Regions from separate parts of the Mus musculus genome. Here region 2 is linked to region 1. The links are chromatin contacts, called in public promoter capture Hi-C maps. All regions are on one chromosome and are shown on one strand. Each heading gives the region's core, a stretch centred on a gene start, on an enhancer-like site or on the middle of the called end of the contact. The rest is flanking DNA. Distances are from core to core; before and after follow the strand shown. Region 1 holds the start of Map4k3 (mitogen-activated protein kinase kinase kinase kinase 3). Region 2 holds the start of Kcng3 (potassium voltage-gated channel, subfamily G, member 3).

Evidence for each region. Promoter capture Hi-C pulls out the DNA fragments that hold promoters and counts their contacts.
Region 2: a contact with region 1 is called in a promoter capture Hi-C map of hippocampal neurons, with 5 times the contacts expected there. The contact joins the promoter of Kcng3 here to the promoter of Map4k3 in region 1. A contact is called at or near these places in 3 of 39 promoter capture datasets (hippocampal neurons, liver and pre-B cells) and 1 of 9 other capture datasets (embryonic stem cells).

What each region holds. Positions count from the first base shown.
Region 1 is chr17:80,724,506-80,730,591 of GRCm38.p6, reverse strand. It overlaps Map4k3 (mitogen-activated protein kinase kinase kinase kinase 3), which reads left to right and starts at 2,567. Exons shown (of 34, transcript NM_001290345.1): 1 at 2,567-2,798. The coding sequence starts at 2,703. It also overlaps the pseudogene Gm9959.
Region 2 is chr17:83,628,675-83,634,760 of GRCm38.p6, reverse strand. Kcng3 (potassium voltage-gated channel, subfamily G, member 3) reads left to right here and starts at 2,866. Exons shown (of 2, transcript NM_153512.1): 1 at 2,866-3,798. The coding sequence starts at 3,143.

The sequences.
Region 1 (6,086 bases), core at 1,318-3,817:
ACTCAGGACCTTTAGAAGAGCAGTCGGTGCTCTTAACCACTGAGCCATCTTTCCAGCTCGGTCTGTTCATTTCTTAAGCCATGTATTGACTGGGTTGTTTGTGACGTCACACACTGCTGGGTGGCAGGTGCTTTGGCTTTTCTTTTCTGTGTTCTTTTACCACCAGCATCGCATATCTATTGCTTAAGTCATTTCAGATCAATTTAATTAAAAAAAAAGCATCACACAGATTATGTATGGTTTATTGTAAGAAGAAAGAGAATATGGTGGAATATGTTATAGAAACAGAACAGACTGGTAGAGCAGACTGGACCTAGCCTTTGCTATTAAGCAGCCTCTGTAAAAGCTGAGCTTTCTTATGTGACCTTGAGTAGCTTAATTAGCCTGGGATGTTATAAAAAGGAGATAATACGCTCTCAGCTATCAGGCTGCTCTGTGAATTAAATGAGATAATATGTGGAAAGTTCTTGGCTCCTCGTAAGCACTCAGTACTGGAAGATACTGTTTCTTTCATGTTGTGAACTTCCACTCACCATATTAATCTACTGATAAGGTGACCGCCTCTACACAAGCAACAGTCAATCTAAGAGTGAAACCCAGACGGTTTCTAAGAATGTTTCTAATCACAGAAGCGGGAAGTCCTTTCTCTTATTCAAAGCAAGTGTCTGATCATGAGTATTAACTTGTAGGGAAGTAGAGGCCAGGTAGATTGGGGGAAGGGTAAGAGAGCACTGTATTTACCAGTATGGGTAGATCCCCAAAGGAACAAATTATTTTCATTCCTTGTGAGCAGTTAATTACAAAAGACCTTTTTATTTATGGCCTAACCCATGTGGCAAATCGAGCCCTTACAAGAAAATCTGTCTCTCTGGGGAAAAAAAAAAAGGAGAAGAAGTAGTTAAGCCTTGCCAAAATGGAACAAACAAAACTTGAAAGCCTGTTCCAACCCCACTGAAATGTCTTTTCCCTTTGAAAGAAGCCTATTAGTGATGCAAACACTCGGTTATCTGCAGAGATGATAATCCCAGCAAACAAAACAGTGAAACCATTAGAACTTTCTGGTGCAAGCCGAATGGCTTTCAGTCCTGGAAACTTGGCTTTTTTTTTTTTTTTTTTTTTTTAAAGCACAAAAGGGCAGAGAAAGCAAGCAGAGCAGGTCCTGCTTTGAGAGACTTCCATTTCCTTATCTGAATCCAGAATTATCTGCCTGTTTAGCCTAAAGAAGACAAACAGTTCTCCGCCCACAGCACAGGCAGAAGGCAGGCCTGCTCCTCAGCCCCTGCAAGTGCCTTCCACCGGGAGGAAGCGGGGAAAACCATGCCTCGTCCCGAGGAGCTCAGGATAGCACAGCCTTAAGGTTTATCCTCAATTAATCCTGTGACGTGCACTCCTGGGGCAGAATTGCAACCCTGTCACAATCTGATGCTTTGGGATAACTAAAGTGCTTGGATGACTCCACGTATGGTTTGGAGCACACAATTTGGGAATTTAGTCAATAGGTAAGTTTACTGTAAGTAACATGATAGAAAGGTTTTAAGGTTTGATGAGACCAAGTTTCTGAGAAGGAATTGGACATTAAGGCACATTAGTCTTTAGGTCCCTAAAGAGATTAGAAAAGCATTTTTAAAGCAAAATATCCAACAGAGCGCCAGAGTGGACCTCGCTACAGCTTTTGGAAATGGGTAGTAGTTAAGTTTACTAAGAACTCAACATTGACCCTTCCACTGCCTAAGTCCTTTCTTAGCTAACTTTTAGCAGTCTGGACGTAATGCTGGTTATCTGGATCTTATGCTGGGTGGAGCTCTGGGCAGGTAATGTCGCGGCTACGTAGCTTCCGGATGGTCACGTGTTTACATTTCAGGTGTGGGAATAGATCCCTGTCCAGGCCACACCCTCTGCAACCACCCTCGTCTCAGGGTTGTCAGACAGCTTGCGTAGTCCCCGCCCCGGGCTTTGAAAAATCCAGCCTTCTCCCTGGACAGAGGTCAATCACGGCTTTGGTTCTGCACTGCTTCCCGCCCACTCCCTCCACGGATTTCTCCCCGCCCCTTGTTCTCTCTGCACCCCTGTCAAGCCAACCCCAAGAGCCCAAGTGTCACTGTCCCCCGAGGGTCTTTCTCACCTTTCTGATGGGGACCTCCTCCCCTAAACCTAGAAGAAAGGGTCGGGGCTCTCGGATGTACTTGCTCTTAGAAAGTTGGGGAATACCGTCTTGTGCGTGGCAACTACTACCTGCTGGGGCTGGGGCTGGGACCACAAGCAGCGAGTCCAACTTTGTTACCCGGAGTCTGGCGCGTCCGGCGTGTCCCGACCGGGCGCGCGAGCCGGGGGCGCGCAGGGCCCGCCGGGAGCGCGCGGCCTCCGGGATGGCGGCTGCGCAGTGGCGAGCGGGGCCGGGAACCGGAGGGAGGGCGTGCGGGCGGGCGGAGCGGAGCGGCGGGCGGAAGCCATGTTGGAACTGCACCCCGAGCGAGGGGCTGCGGGCGCGCTCCTCTCCTGGTGGGTGTGACCCGGCTCGGCGCGGCGGCGGGGGGCGGGGACGCCGGGCGGCTCGTCGTGGTCGGCGGCGGCCGCGGCGTGCAGCCGGGCGATTGTGACCGGCGGCGGAGCCGGGCCGGCCGCGGGCGCTCCCTCCGTGCGGCCCCCGTGAGCGCCCCCCCTCCCCGGGCCGGGAGGGAGGTGGGGGGCACCCGGGGCCCGCCATGAACCCGGGCTTCGATCTGTCCCGCCGGAACCCGCAGGAGGACTTCGAGCTGATCCAGCGCATCGGCAGCGGCACCTACGGCGACGTCTACAAGGTGAGGGCAGGGGCGGCCGAGCCGGGGCCTGCGCCGCGGGGGACGGAACAAAGAGGCAGGCGTGGGGACCTCAGCCCTCGGCGTCCTCGCCGGAGCTGTGCCCGGGACGCGCGGGTCTCTGACCCTCCCAGGCTCTCCTGCGTGCAGTCCCGGGAAGGGCTGCGGCCGGAGCCGCTGCGTTCCTGGGAGGGCGGAGCGGGGCTGGGCGCTTGTTGCCTGGGCAGGGTCTGTGTGACGAACCCCGGTGCTGGGGCTTGGCGCTTGACAAACCTACGTGCCTCTCCGGGACCTGGGATCATAGGCCCCGGTGGCTGGGAGCTACTGTCCGCCCGGGCCTGCTGGATCTGTCCTAACGCTGGGCAGCCTCCATCGACAGCTTAGCCTTTAGCCTCTTAACATCTGCCCGTGCTTTAGCCTTTAGCCTCTTAACATCTGCTTGTCAGTTCCTTGTAATTTTCCAAGTAGTCATGTTTTGTAAAAAGAGATGGGTTTTTGGAGGCAAGACAGCAACTTCGAGGTTTTTTTTTTTTCCTCCAAAAAGAATTGGATAATGGGGTTTGTTTTTGTCAGTGACACATAGGAATCAGATATTTTTCCTTTTCTTTTTCTTTCTTGTGTGTGTGTGAGAGTCGAGTATCTAGGAAGAGTATTGGTTTGACAAGGTTAGAATTCAGAGCTCCTTAGCAGGACAGCGTTTCTGTTGCAGAGGGATCGCTTCTAAATGTGGGAGGATAAATCGTTCTTCCCTGGCCAGTAAAACTCTTGGCCTCGCGGAGTCTGCCAAGAAGGGAGGCGGATAGTGCCAAAGGTGGCAGCAGTCTTGATTTAGTTGCCTATCTACTTACATGGTAACTGAAGTTGGGCTCCTGTTTTCCAGAACACCTGAGGATGCCCAGAGTATGACTTGGAAAGTTTAGTTTTCACTTTATTTTTGCCCACGCTAAAGCAATGGGCTTTTTATTCTTGCCTCAATGGAACGCATAAGGTAAGTTAGCCAATACCTCAGGTCTTTTGTGAGTGATCTGCTTGGCTTTTGTGAATGATCACATAGCACCACACTTTCCTCTGTTGACAAAGGTGTGTGGAGCATAACTCCAGTGTATAACTTAGCAGCCACGTGTTGATGAACTAAAGACAGGAATGGACCCAGATTTATTTGAAGTCTTTTTTTTTTTTTTTCCTGGACAAGAACAGCATTAAACAGCAGAGTTTCACTTCATTCCAGTCGTATTCTGTGTAGAGAGGACGTCAAGGGTCTGGCAAAGGTTGCTAGCACAGAACAAGAGGGCTGGGTTTGTCCCCCCTCCAGTCTGGCAGCTTCTAGCCAAGATCTGGAAGATGATAAGGCCTTGCTCAGGGCAATGGTGAGAGGGGACGAAGCCACGTAGAGGGGTCATGATCCGAAGGCCACAGACACCAGTGTGAAGCTGAGAAAGACGGAACCTGAGCAGCCACAGGGATCCTGGATGTGGACCCTGGTTCCTATAGACCTTCTAGCTGTGGGACTTAGGGGAGTCCTGCCAGGGAGGTGAAATTAGATAAGGATTTTCCCTTTCGTTTTTAAAAGTGTGTGTGTGTGTGTGTGTGTGTGTGTGTGTGTGTGTGTGTTCACACAGAGATGTCCCTGGAGGCCAGAAGAGGGCATCAGATCTCTTGGAGCTGAAGTTGCAGGCAGTTGAGAGCTGTCTGACATGGGTGCTGGGAACCAAGTTGGAGTCATGGAAGAACAGCCGGTGCTCACAGCTGCTGAGCTGTCTTTCCAGGCCCCATTTCTTTCTTTCCTTTTGGTTGTATTTTTTTGGTATACAGGATTTTGCTGTGTATCTCAGGCTGACCCGAAAGTCATAATCCTCCACCTGTGTCCCCTGAGTGGAGGTGTAGACATGCATGACTGCATCCAATTTAGATTTGGACTTCTGGGCTGAGGCTCAGGCTTGCTTGAGTTAGATCTACAGAACACACGAAAAGTGTAATGAGGATATCAACTTCAGAGTTGTCCTCTGGCCTCTACAGGTGTTAGATGACATGTTACTCACACACACACACACACACACACACACACACACACACGTGCACGCACATGAATATTCGGACTTTAAAAGGTTTCCTATCATGATGTCCAGGTTGTAGTGGAGGGAGAGAGCAGTTAGGAAGCTTGGGGTATTCATGGGAATAATAGTGGTCTTGACTAAGATGGTAGAAATATACCCAAATCCAAGAGCTAGAAACTGTCTGGGGGAACTCTGATTATTATAGTAGGTGAAAAGTTAAATTTTCTGTCTCATAAGTGGCAGTGTGTACAGTTAAGTTTTGGCACACGTGCCTGTTTTTCTAGGTCTTGAGAGAGTTCTCATGTTGCCCAGACTGACTTGGAAATTGTAATATAGCCAAGAATGATGTTTTACCGAGGTTATATGTAGGTTCCTGATAGGAATAATTAGCCATGTGTTTACTATATTTAAAAACAAACCTAAACAACAGCAAAACCAAGAAGACAGCTTGGTAGCACATGCCTGTAATCTCAGCCCTTGGGAAGCTGAGGCAGGAAAATGCTGGTCACCAGTTCAGGGCCAGCCTGGCCTACGTGGTATGAGTAACAGAATAGGACTGCCTCAAAGCAAACTCCTTAAATATAGGTGGTAACTTACCTGACTAAAAAGAAAAAATTCAAGTCTGTAATTCTTCTATCTGAATGTGACAGAAGTCTGGCAAGTTGATGAATCTTGTCAGCCATTAATGCTGGAGTAGCTAACATTTCTGGGGTGCTTGCTATCTGGCACACACTTACGGAAAGTTTCCTCCCTCCTCCTACAACTGTCTTGTGAGGCAGGTGCAGTTGAAGAAGCAGGCATAGGGAGGTTTAAATAACTTTCTAAAGTTGGTAGATGTCAGAGGTAAAAGCTGACTAGTTTGTAGGCTAGGATCTCCGTCAGTGGGAGGCATCGTCTCTATAAACATGGGCTGGGACAGATTGTCCTGCTGAATTTCCCAGGGAGGAAACTGAGGCACGCTTGCCTTGGGCTTTTGGACTGTCCCATTTCTGAGTTTGGAGTGGCTCTTTTGGCCGCTCCTTACTTGATTGTGTAGCCTGCCAGTGCACATCAGAGAAAAGAAGCTTGATTCTGGCGTGCCAGACTCATCACCAGAGACCCTGGTGATGTCTCTGTCCCAGAGAGTCACTGTGTGGTGTCTGCATCATACCTCCTGCCTGCTTCGTCGCCCAGAGCTGAACCTTCCTTCCTTTTTACAGCCAAGTCACGCTGTGAAGACACACCTTTTCCACATTTG
Region 2 (6,086 bases), core at 1,617-4,116, 2.9 Mb before region 1:
TGGACCACTAAGCCCAGTTTATTTGATTTGGGCTTTCGTGCATGCCAACACTTTATCAACTAAGCTATATTCCCCAGCCAGGATTTTGGAGAATAGTTTTATGTAGCCCAGGTTGGCCCCAGGTTTCCATTTAGAGTTTGAAGGATGCCTTGGTGAAAAGGAGAGAATGCTTTGGGGAATTGTTCCGGATCACAAGGGCATGAAAGAATGATGGGGAGAAGGTTGCGATGATAATCTAGATGCTAGAGATGGGAGTGGCTAGAGCCAGGACTGGCTTGAGCCTTCTTTCTGCCGTGCTGCTGTGGTTAGAGTGTCTCTAGCAAGTTCCAGCCACATCTGCCACAAGCCTTTGTTCCACCTCTCTGAAATGGGTTGACACATAGAGAATGAAAAACAAAAAGCAAACAAACAAACAAACAAACAAACCTACCTTCTCTCAAGCTCAAATCCTTCCTGATGCTTTTTAAATGTTAATTCGTACTAAGGATTTAGATAAGACACCTCCAGATACTGTCCTGAACCCAGAAGAGAACCCGGGTGTAATAATTCCCCTGTAGGCGTCCTCTCAGAACACAGTGGCATAGGATTGTTTGTAAGAATGTTCTCTAAGCCAGGTTATACCGAGACAAAGCTATCATTTCTGCATGTCTCTGTATACTTTAAGAAAATGATTCGGGTGTTGCTGTTGGGTTGATGATATCACAATCAACTAAGAGTGTTACGTTAGAAACAAAGAAAATGATTTAAACCTATCTAGCCGATAAATATGAAAATATAACTTATGAAGCCTACGCTGCATTGTCACCAAATAATCTGTTTTCTAAGTTCAAATTTAATTTAAAAAGAGATATTTCTCTAAATGCTTCCAACAGCAGACTGCAAAGGGTTTTTTTTTTTTTTTTTGCATAGAGAACACAGGAAATAAATATAGTAATGTTCAAATCACCAACACAATGGCTGTTCTGTTGCTTGTTGCTTTTAGAATATTTTTAACAACTTGCTGGTGAATTGGCTCTTGCTGGTGTGAAGCCAGGCTGGTAGCTGGTTCTCACCTGCTTTTATTTATTTATTTATTTATTTATTTATTTATTCCTCTGGTCACTGTGTCCTATCCATTACTAAGACCTGCTAGATACTGGGCTGGGTTTCTCATAACTGGCTTTCATTTTTACTGACACGAGGTTAGGGCTTCTATTCCTGGCTTGCTGAAAGAGCCTTTTCCTTAGAATAACCCACGGGGCAGAGCGTCTTCCTAAACTAAGGCTTTCATCTAGCCACTTCTGTTATTAAAGCTTCAGGGATCCCATTGCAGATAGCCCGGCATGGACACAGGTCTTAGAACTCCCGTTGTTCCAGCCAGACAAATGCATTAGCTTTCTTTACAGTCGCTAATCTTTCACATCTGGCATTTGCTCCCCCGGAGTCCCTGGCTCCTTCTGCCAGCACCTCCTTCCATTCCGTATTGAATTCACTTCCTTCAGGATGTTTTCCTTGCTTAGTAGCTACTTAGCAGATAAATAACTCTTGTTTTTGAGCTTTTAATCACATTAAGTGCTTAAAAAAAAATGATCCAAGTCTAGGGATAAACAGCTTATGGAGATTTTCATTCTCTAAGAACCACCCAGGGTGACTTTGTCAGAAAGAGAACTCAAATTTGCAGGCGGCTGTTTTCACTAACATCTATCCGAGAAGCAGAGCAAATGACTCCTTATGGTGACCTCTAGCGGGCACGGGGCAGTCCTACAAAATTAGGAAAGTGGAGGGGGAAAGCAAAACCCTTCCCCAGGTACTCCATGGTCACAGGAGCCCATCTCACCCCTCCACCCTCCCTATTCATTTTTATTTCCAGGGTTTGTTTTGCATCTAACGCCGTCTCCCTTATATATAACTCACCTGTTTCTTGCCTTTGACGGGCTGGGTTGCCGGTGTCGGATGTGTAAACTGCTGTTTAAAATAATGCCTGCCAAGTCGAACCCCACTCCACCAAGCCTTAACCCTGCCTCTGCATTTGAAGGCCGGTGCCGCAGTCGCACGGGGGTGCTACGGGGAGGGAAGGAGTGGACATCGAGATAGCATGAAAAGGAGAATGCAAGATCGAGGCAATAAGACATTCTGGTCTTGCCAGTGAAAGAAAATTCTCTCCAGACTGCTACCCGACTCCACCGGAGGCATCGTGAGAGCGGTGTAGGCGCCTTCTTAGGACCCCAAGGCTGGGAAAGATGGGGGACTAGGGCGAGTCCGTTGGCCCATGGCATCCCTCAGGGAGCAGGGGGTGGGGAGAGCTTGGTGCGCGGCCGCCTTCGGAGCGCACGGCACGTGGGGTGCCCCACGCGCGGAGAGGAAGCGCAAAGTCTGCAGGCAAAGCCGCGACTGGGTTGCCTGCTTTGAGAAATCCTTTGGGGCGGCCTTAGAAGCCGACCAGGGTTTCCAACAGTCTCTGGCAAAGGCTCATCCAGACGCCGTCTGCTCCCTACTTCAAACCTCGCACCTTGGTCCTCACCTCAGCACCCCTCCTTCCCTCCTGTCTCCTCCCTTCGGGGGACTCTTTAAAGGAGCCTGGGGGAGGTGTGTCCATCATCCGGATGGCCCCGGGGCTCCCCGCAGCTCGCATCACGCCCTGCGCACCCCTCCCGGCCACTGCGGGCGGGGGCGCACGGCGTCACGAGGCGGGGAGCCCGAGGTCCGGGGCGGGGCGCCGGGGAATCCCAGCCGGAGCGAGCCGGGAGGTGCGGGCGCGGGCGGGCAAGGAGGTGCGCGCGGAGGGAGCGGAGCGCGCGGAGCCGGCGGGCGAGGAGGAGGACGGCGAGGGAGGCCCCGCCCCCGCCTCCCGGAGCCCGCTCCTCGCCGCCGGAGCCGGCTCACTTTGCCTTTCGCCTCTGGACGGCGGCGGGGCTGCGTGCGCCGGGGACCGGGCAGACCTGCCCACGGTGCCTCGGCTAACGTTCGCCCTCTGGGAGACCGGCGCCACCTGGAGCTGCGGCCAGCCACCCGGATTCGGGAGGGCGAACCCGGGAGCGAGGGGCGGCGGCACTGACACCGCGGGGGACGCGGGCGGTGCGGGGCGCGAGCCCCGGGGGAGCTCGGGCCCCGACGGCGCGGCCTCCCCGTGCGCGCGGCGGGCAGGCCCCCGGGGCGGCCAGCCATGACCTTCGGGCGCGGCGGGGCGGCCTCGGTGGTGCTGAACGTGGGCGGCGCCCGGTACTCGCTGTCCCGGGAGCTGCTCAAGGACTTCCCGCTGCGCCGCGTGAGCCGGCTGCACGGCTGCCGCTCGGAGCGCGACGTGCTCGAAGTGTGCGACGACTACGACCGGGAGCGCAACGAGTACTTCTTCGACCGACACTCGGAGGCCTTCGGCTTCATCCTGCTGTACGTGCGCGGCCACGGGAAGCTGCGCTTCGCGCCGCGGATGTGCGAGCTCTCCTTCTACAACGAGATGATCTACTGGGGCCTGGAGGGTGCGCACCTGGAGTACTGCTGCCAGCGCCGCCTAGACGACCGCATGTCCGACACCCACACCTTTCACGCGGCAGACGAGCTGGGCCGCGAGCAGCCTCGTCCCGCCGGACCCGAGGCGGCCCCCTCCCGGCGCTGGCTGGAGCGCATGCGGCGGACCTTCGAGGAGCCCACGTCGTCGCTGGCCGCGCAGATCCTGGCCAGCGTGTCCGTGGTGTTCGTGATCGTGTCCATGGTGGTGCTGTGCGCCAGCACGCTGCCCGACTGGCGTGCGGCGGTTGCTGACAACCGCAGTCTGGATGACCGGAGCAGGTACTCCGCCAGCCCTGGGAGGGAACCCTCCGGGTAGGACGCACTGCTTTTTTTGCCCGTCCAGTCCGTCCAGTCCCGTCTATCCGTGCCGTCCGTCCGTCCGGTCTCCGTCCTGTCTGCCTGGCAGCTCAGCTAGGCTTTTTTCCTGCCCCAGGAGGTCCCTGGCGCTCCAGCCGAGGGGTGTGAGGAATCTATGGGTCCCCAACCCCGCCCCCTTTTCACAGGCGCAGCCTGTGGTTGTGCTTGGGTCTCACCTTTTAGAGTAAAACCTCCAGGCTTTGTGTTTTAGTTCTGACCAAATAGCAACCTGCTAATTAGATTTTCCAAACTTTTATTGCTAACACGCAATAATTTGCACGATGATTCAGTTTGAGCTAAGAGCTCTTTGAAATATGTGCCAGTACTGGTGGTGTTTGAAAAGATGAAGTCTCATTTCGGTGAAATGTGGTCTGCTTCAGTGCCCACACATTCTGCACACCCTGCTCCCGGCGTAATGTGTGCTGGGATGGAATCCGTATTATAAAGGAGGCTAATTTAGTGATAGACTCTGAATAATGGGTGCCTGTGCCCTTTTTCCTCTCTCCTTTCCGAGCAAGTGTGGACCTAGCAAATTCCTCTCCTCTGTGTGGCATTAAGGATTTGGAGTTTCATTCAGAGGGTCTTCAGTGTGGAGAAGAAAACAAAAACAGCTATTACCTTGGGAGAGAAGAAAAAGCGAAACTTCCCCAAACCCAGAAACAGGATTCGGTCATTGAAGTGTCTTCCCGCCTCCCCCCACTTTACTAGGATGAAAAGAAAACACTTTAATCTTTCCTGAGCTCATGCTTATCTCTTAATGGTGATAGCACTCTCCTGTTTTTAGAACAAGTGAGTTTATTTTGCATATTTGGTGGGAGGAATAAGCAGACTAAAGTTGGACTTTCCGAGCAGACAGCCATTTTGGGCATAAAACCCAAACTGTATATTCTCTTTCACCCTTTGTTTGATAACTCTTCTAGGAGCCTTCACCCATTCATTTTCTGCCCTAATTTTTTTCCCCCTTCACTTTCAAGTCAAGACCGTGTCCTGTAATCCTTTCCCGATGGGCCTGTGTGTGCTAGGGACTGTGGTAAGTGCAGACCCAGCAGCAGTGCATCCCTTCCTCTCTGTATGAATCCTAACAGTAACTACCGTGGACTGGAAGCACAGAGCCCATTGCCAGCATCCCATCTTGGCATGAAATCCAAGACCTGTGCTTTGAAAAGAAGAAACTTAGGAACGTCCTGTTTTGTGTGTTGGGTCGGGTCTCCACTTCACAGAGAGGGATCGATTCCTTGGTACTTCCTTGATACGATGAATTAACTTTCCTTTATAAATAAAGTGGCCTTGATAATATTTTTTTTTTGAAAGCATCATAGAAAAATGAGCCTCGAGTGACCGGCTTTGAAAGGACTCGTCAGTAACTGTAGACTTTGAAGGTTAGTGATGGACGGAGCTCATTAGCCAAGGCTACAGCAGCCCTGACTGATAGGTTTAGACTGTGAGGGAGTTGATTAAGGGGAGCCAAGAGAGTGACAGCCTTTCTGAAGGAGGGAGGGGGATTGGGGAGAAAGAGGGTTAGAGTAGAGCATTAGGGTGAACGCTAATTTAGATAGAAAGAGAAACTGAAGAAGCCCAGAAGGGAGGAGACAGATAAAACAGAGGCTGCAGAGGAAGTGAAGAAGATAGAGTAAGGCTCCGTTTGTGTATATGTATCCTAAGTATGTATATAATTATTCAAGTCAACCTGTTTCCTAGATACCCGGATATTTCAGGCATATGCATGTTTTTCTTGGCTTAATGGCCCGGTTTTAAGCTTCTTTCTATGAGTAGGTATAAGAAAGCCCGTATCTGTAATCCCAGATAAACCATGGCATGGCGGAATATTAAGGATGTCACACGTTGCACAAGAAGCCCCTCGCTGGCCTCCTGTAACAGAGACATGGCAGCTGGCGTTTCATAGTCGCTCAGTTCCTGCCAGCCTGTGGCCACTGACACGAGTCTACATCCTTTTGAGATTTGAGTAAGAATTCCCTCCACCCCCTTGTAGACCTGAGGTTGATGGGAACCCTAGCCCGCCAGGCAAGTAAGTGACTTGCTATTTACTTCCCAGCCTCAGCTCACAATCTTGATCCATCTCATCACAGTTTCTAAAGTGTCTTTCCTGAGCGTCCATTGTTCCAAACACTGTAACTTTTTCTCATAAAGAAAAGTTAAGCTCATAAGCTCTCAGCTTTCTTACTCTCTAGCCCTCTTTCTTTCCCTTCCCCCCATCTCTCTACGTGACCATGGCCTCTCTCTTT